2 separate regions of the Nothobranchius furzeri genome follow, and region 1 is linked to region 2. A link is a contact called in public Micro-C data. All regions are on one chromosome and are shown on one strand. The core of a region is the stretch at or near the end of the contact, and the rest is flanking DNA. Distances in the headings are between cores, read along the strand shown. Region 1 overlaps bmpr2b (bone morphogenetic protein receptor, type II b (serine/threonine kinase)). Region 2 holds the start of bmpr2b (bone morphogenetic protein receptor, type II b (serine/threonine kinase)).

The links. A called contact is a pair of places that touch in the nucleus more often than the background predicts.
Region 1: a contact with region 2 is called in a Micro-C map of tail fin, with 10 times the contacts expected there. The contact joins the enhancer-like site here to the promoter of bmpr2b in region 2. A contact is called at or near these places in 2 of 2 Hi-C or Micro-C datasets (skeletal muscle and tail fin).

Annotation. Positions count from the first base shown.
Region 1 is chr2:74,245,068-74,247,767 of NfurGRZ-RIMD1, forward strand. It overlaps bmpr2b (bone morphogenetic protein receptor, type II b (serine/threonine kinase)), which reads left to right. Exons shown (of 13, transcript XM_070547938.1): 8 at 1,754-1,914; 9 at 2,025-2,172; 10 at 2,285-2,421; 11 at 2,657-2,700. Among protein-coding and RNA genes, the nearest start is that of fam117ba, 10 kb to the right of the region's middle. Within about 2 kb of position 1,289, at least 1 of the 3 cell types and tissues checked has an H3K27ac peak or open chromatin away from gene starts, as enhancers often do. A contact at or near this core is called in tail fin, where this site is marked.
Region 2 is chr2:74,199,818-74,202,532 of NfurGRZ-RIMD1, forward strand. bmpr2b (bone morphogenetic protein receptor, type II b (serine/threonine kinase)) reads left to right here and starts at 1,353. Exons shown (of 13, transcript XM_070547938.1): 1 at 1,353-1,645. The coding sequence starts at 1,579.

The sequences.
Region 1 (2,700 bases), core at 39-2,538, 45 kb after region 2:
TACATAATTAAGACACTTTCTGATTAAATTTAAACAAGAAATTTTACACAAATATCACACTGTTTGAAATTGGTCTCATGACCCAAACACATACATGCACACATACAGACTTACATTTTCAATGGTTATGATTTTACAGCATCTTTTTTTAAATCTTTTATTTCATTCACAATGTATAAAATAAACACAAACAAATACAACATACATTAACATATTGAAAAAAAAACATTTGAATGAAAAGGAGCAGATAGAAGAAAAAAATCTTATGATTTCTGCCCCTTTTTACAAAATAAAATTATCCGCCAAACAAACACAGTATAACCTCAGTCACTTTCTAATATTTTCACGTCTAATCTTTGACATTATAATTCACCTTTTCATAATTACTAAATACATTAGATTTTATACATTTTTTAAATGTAGCAAGTGTAGTTGATTCTTTAAATTCCTTGTTAATGGTATTCCACAACCTTACACCATTTACAGAAATGTTACATTCCCTCACTTTGGTTCTGAATCTAGGTTTCTTAAAGACATCAGTTCCTTTTAACATGTACCCACTTACTCTCTTATGAAACATTTTCTGAATATTAGTTGGTAGATTACTCGTATTCGCTCTGTACATTATTTGCGATATTTTCCACTCTACCAAGTCAGGAAATTTCAGTATTTTGTATCTAATGAATAATTTATTAGTGTGATCTCTATAGTTACTGTTATTAATGATTCTCAATGCTCTTTTTTGCAAAATGAACTGTTCTGTCTGTTGGGGTGAATTGAACATTTTTGTTTACATTTGAAATGAAAATATTGTCTTTAGGTTGTTTATTTGCAGAGAGCAAATGGTCAAAATAAGATGTCAGCAAGAGTGATTTGATCCACCCGTCTTCCTCTTGCTCACAAAGATATTGCAGTTGTTTCTACTTGTTTTCCTCCTGATTTAGTGTCTCCGGCAGTAAAAGACTATAGATGAAGTTTATTATTGTTTAACAAAAGCAGAGAAACTGTGAGTCCGTGATGATTCAGCAACTCTTCGTCTTTGTGACTTTGTCAGTCATATATGTGGTTGAGATCTGTTCTCTTGACTTGCGTTGGTTTGAGGTTTGGTGTACAGTTGACCTGATGTGTTAATGTTCTTCATTTTAACACTCGACACCTGAAAACTAAGTTTTTGTGTCCGGAAACATTTAAACAGTAGAGTCCAGAGCGAGCCTCCACGTGAGCTGTACATGCAGCGCCACTCGGGTCTGTTTGTCTTGTAGAGTTTGTGTTTTGACAAACAGTCAGTGCACGCCCAGCCGAGGGTATTTTTAGCCTTCCCTCGAGCGAGCCACAGAGAGGAAGCAGAGAAAGGAACATGCTACAGAGGTAAATAAAAGGTAACTTCACTCTGAGAGGTCAGGACTCTGCTGTTTCCGTCATCTGTCAACAAATGGTCGTCAGATGTTCCTGTTCTCTCTCCTCATTAGCACAGATAGTCGTCAGGCAGACTATGCAGTGAAAAGAGAGGAGAGAGAGCTCAAATCAGTGCCATGTGTAGCTAAAAAGTGACTCTGGGAGGTGAAGTGATGAGTAGATAAGAGGAAGGACTGTCTTAAAGAAATCTGCAGGATCTCTGGGGCTTTGGTATGGTAGTCTTCTCCCCCACTCCTGCACATCACATCTCCCTGGTGACTGTGTCAACCTCCTGCTGCCTCGCTGCGCCCCCTGCTGGTCACACACCTACACAATCATCTCCTCTTTGTTTTTTTAGACTTGTACAAGCCTGCCGTGTCCCACAGAGACCTGAACAGCAGGAACATTCTGGTCAAGGCCGATGGCACCTCTGCCATCATCGACTTTGGCCTGTCCATGAAACTGACAGGGAATCGTCCCACGCGTCACGGGGAGGAGGACAACGCTGCTATTAGCGAGGTGAGGAGAAAGGACTGCACCGCATCAGGGATTTTAGGATCTCTCATCACTTGTAGCCCCGAACGTTCAGTCATTTACCTTTGTTTCATCTTTTCTTCTCTCCTCTGCAGGCGGGGACGGTCCGCTACATGGCTCCGGAGGTTCTGGAAGGTGCGGTGAACCTGAGGGACTGTGAGGCAGCACTTAAGCAGGTGGACATGTACGCTCTGGGCCTGGTCTACTGGGAAATCTTCATGAGATGTACCGATCTGTTCCCTGGTGAGGAGAGTGCCCTATGGGCTACGTCTTTAAGGGTGTTCCATTCAGAACAAGCCTCATATGTGTGATCTGTGTCTAAAATCTGATCCGCCCTGTCTCCATTGGTCTGTAGGAGAGTCGGTGCCAGATTACCAGATGGCCTTTCAGGTCGAGGCAGGAAACCACCCGACGTTTGAGGACATGCAGGTCCTGGTGTCCCGGGAGAAGCAGCGGCCCAAATTCCCTGAAGCCTGGAAGGAGAACAGCCTGGTACGTGTTTGATAGGAACAGAGCCACAGTCGCATGAATCTGGGATTTAATCAAAGCGTCCGACTCACAATAGGAGGAATAGATCTTTCCTGTTTGCTTTTAAACTAATTAGAGGATTTTTTGAATTAGCTTTTGTTTTGTGTTAGCTTCTGGGTGGAGGTTGCTTCTGTTTGATATAATCATATCCAGAGCCTTTGGTTTGGAATCTGTGTGATTTAACTACTCCCACCCCCAGGCGGTTCGCTCCCTGAAGGAGACCATGGAGGACTGCTGGGATCA
Region 2 (2,715 bases), core at 103-2,602:
TTACACTCTGAGTGACGAAGCTAATGTTGAGGGAACGTACCAAACGTTAGCAGCCATTAATAAAATGTTCCCTGAAATTTTTTTTGAGCTGACCTTAAAGCAAATGTATTTCTCAGCGCATGGAGGAAAACTGTGGAAGATTTTGGACAAGGAGTTAAAAATAGGGGTTAAATCGGAAAAGGGTAGATTCAAATTACAATAGTTGGCACTGCAGAATTATCTCGCAGGAGACACGACAACCACACACTCACTGATGGTAAACAGTAGTTATGTCCGTCTTTACTTTGTTTTGAAAGAAGAAAAACTGACAATCCCCACAGCCAGCTGGATATGATATATGTTTCAGAATAACCTTCCTTCCTTAGACTTTTTGGGGATTTTTTTTCTCTGTGAAATTCTCTCAACGTTCTTACATACTGCACCTTTAAAAGACACTTAGTAAGCAGTATGTGTTTGAGATTTATTTGTGTTATTTGGTAAATTTAGTAAAATAAAAAGATTTAAACTTAGCTGATAGAAGAATGATCTTTAAAGAAAAAGAATGTAGGTGCGATGTAACACACAGTTACACGTTAAAATCAGAATTACCACAAGAACCAATTTGGTGTGCCACTCCTAAATTTACACTGCCCCACTCCCGGTCCATACATTTTCTATAGGCGCCACTGCATAGTACGGTCTACAAGATTTTTGGACCATTTTTTCTTAACATTTTAAAACACTCCTCAAACATAGTAAACAACAAACTTGAGAATTCCGCGAAGACCCTGAACGCAGCACGGTGTTGTGTCTGCCGTCTGCGGCACCGCGGCGCTGCACCGCCCTTCCTGGCTGCGTGGGACCGTCCACAGCAACTTGATACCGGAGACTGGTGGTCCAGACAAGCCCGTAAACGAGGCGTTCCCAGCCGCCTCCAACAGACCGATTGATGATACCCGGCCAGCACCTCTGTTCCCCGTCTCTCAGCTAAAGCCGGGGGCACGATCTCCGTGCATCGCTCGCTAGCATAGCCCTCTCTAGACGGGGAGACTTAATTCTTCCTCCTGGTAACAGCGAGCTAGAGATGAGACAGGACGAGCAGAAGTAACTGGCTAGCTTTGTTGCTAGCGTCGCTCACCAACTCGAACCAGTCGGCTAAGCTCCTGTTTTCTAAATTCCAGTTCACGGGGCCGAAAAGGTGGACATTATCACTGGGAACCATAGATATTTAAATGTTTTGGCTCGGTTTGGGCTTTTAAGCGACATTTGCCTGCTTTTTCCCAAGTTTTATCCCGCCAGACAGTCGCCCGAGGCGGCTAGCATGCTAGCTGGCAGTAATGGAGGTTGTTTGGGGGAGAGTTCCAGATGGCAGGTCCGCCAGGCGAGGTAGCTGCTCGGCTTGTCTGTCCGCTCCAAGCCGGAGCTCGAAGCAGGAGTAACGGACTCCTGCTGTCTGTCATTATCGGTCATCTCCATCTCCATTCCATGTCTGCTGCTGCCGGAGCGGTTATTGAGCTGGTGTGAGGGGAACAGCAGAGGCTCAACAAAAATAAAGGACCAAAAGAAGTCAAAGGAAGAGTCGGAGAGAAGCCAAAAGTCATGGCTGTGAGCCAAACTCTAGCTAAGTTCTTGTTCTGCCTGACCATCCTCCTGACTGCAGTTGCTGGTGAGTGGATTTAGTGTTTGTCAGTGCTTGTATTTAGTCGTTTCTTCTGGTTGTTTTCCCACCTTGTTATGCGTCTGTTTCAAATCCCTTTGAATTATGCCGTGTACCAAAGCTTGGGAAAAGCCATCCGCCCAAACAGCAGCCCTCCAGCCCGTGCCCTGGGTGCTGGAGGCTTCTGGGCCCGAGGCCAGGCTTCTGAGACCTTGAGCCTGATAAGATTTCAGCAGAGCAGCTCAGGGATGGAGGAGCACTGGAATGTGTGGGAAGATGAGATTTAGGTGATCCCAGTGCAGGAGATGGCTGGTAGACTGGCCCTATCTCGTGTGTGTGTGTGTGTGTGTGTGTGTGTGTGTGTGCGTGTGCGTGTGCGTGCGCGCGCGCTATGAGATTTCCCCATCCATACAGTTGTTATCAGAAAATGACCCCTCTAAACCAGAATCGGTGCATTACAGTCTCTCTTCCATACAGACCTGCACTGCTGTGTTAAGGTTTGTGTGCAGGAGGGTAAACAAGTCCACTGTTTTTCATTCAGCCGTTAAGTCATACAAGCGTGGCAGTGCATGGCACAGCAGTGGGCTTCTGATTTTGCCCAAGGACACGTTAGTGTGGTTGGACTGAGATCTAGATGAACACTTTGACCACAGCTATCACAGAGGTTTTTAGTGTGGGGGTGTAGGAAGTGAATTTTAGATTAACACTTAATGTTTGACTCTTAAGACATAAATATGTCTAAATGATCATCACTTAGTGGTGTAGAGAGATTCTGAATTGGGTTTCTGTGGAAACATGATCAAAATCGGATATTAACAAGCTAACACAGGACAGTTACAGAGTAGTTTTGATGTTCCAAGGCAACAAAAAATAAACAATATCATAACAGTTCATTTAAATATATATGTATATAATAAATATGTATAATAAATTAATATATTACATAATAAATGGAAATATATATATTATGTATGTGCATATATGTGTGTGTATATATATATATATATATATATATATATATATATATATATATATATATATCTGTATGTACAGCCAATTTAAAGTCAGGCACATCCATA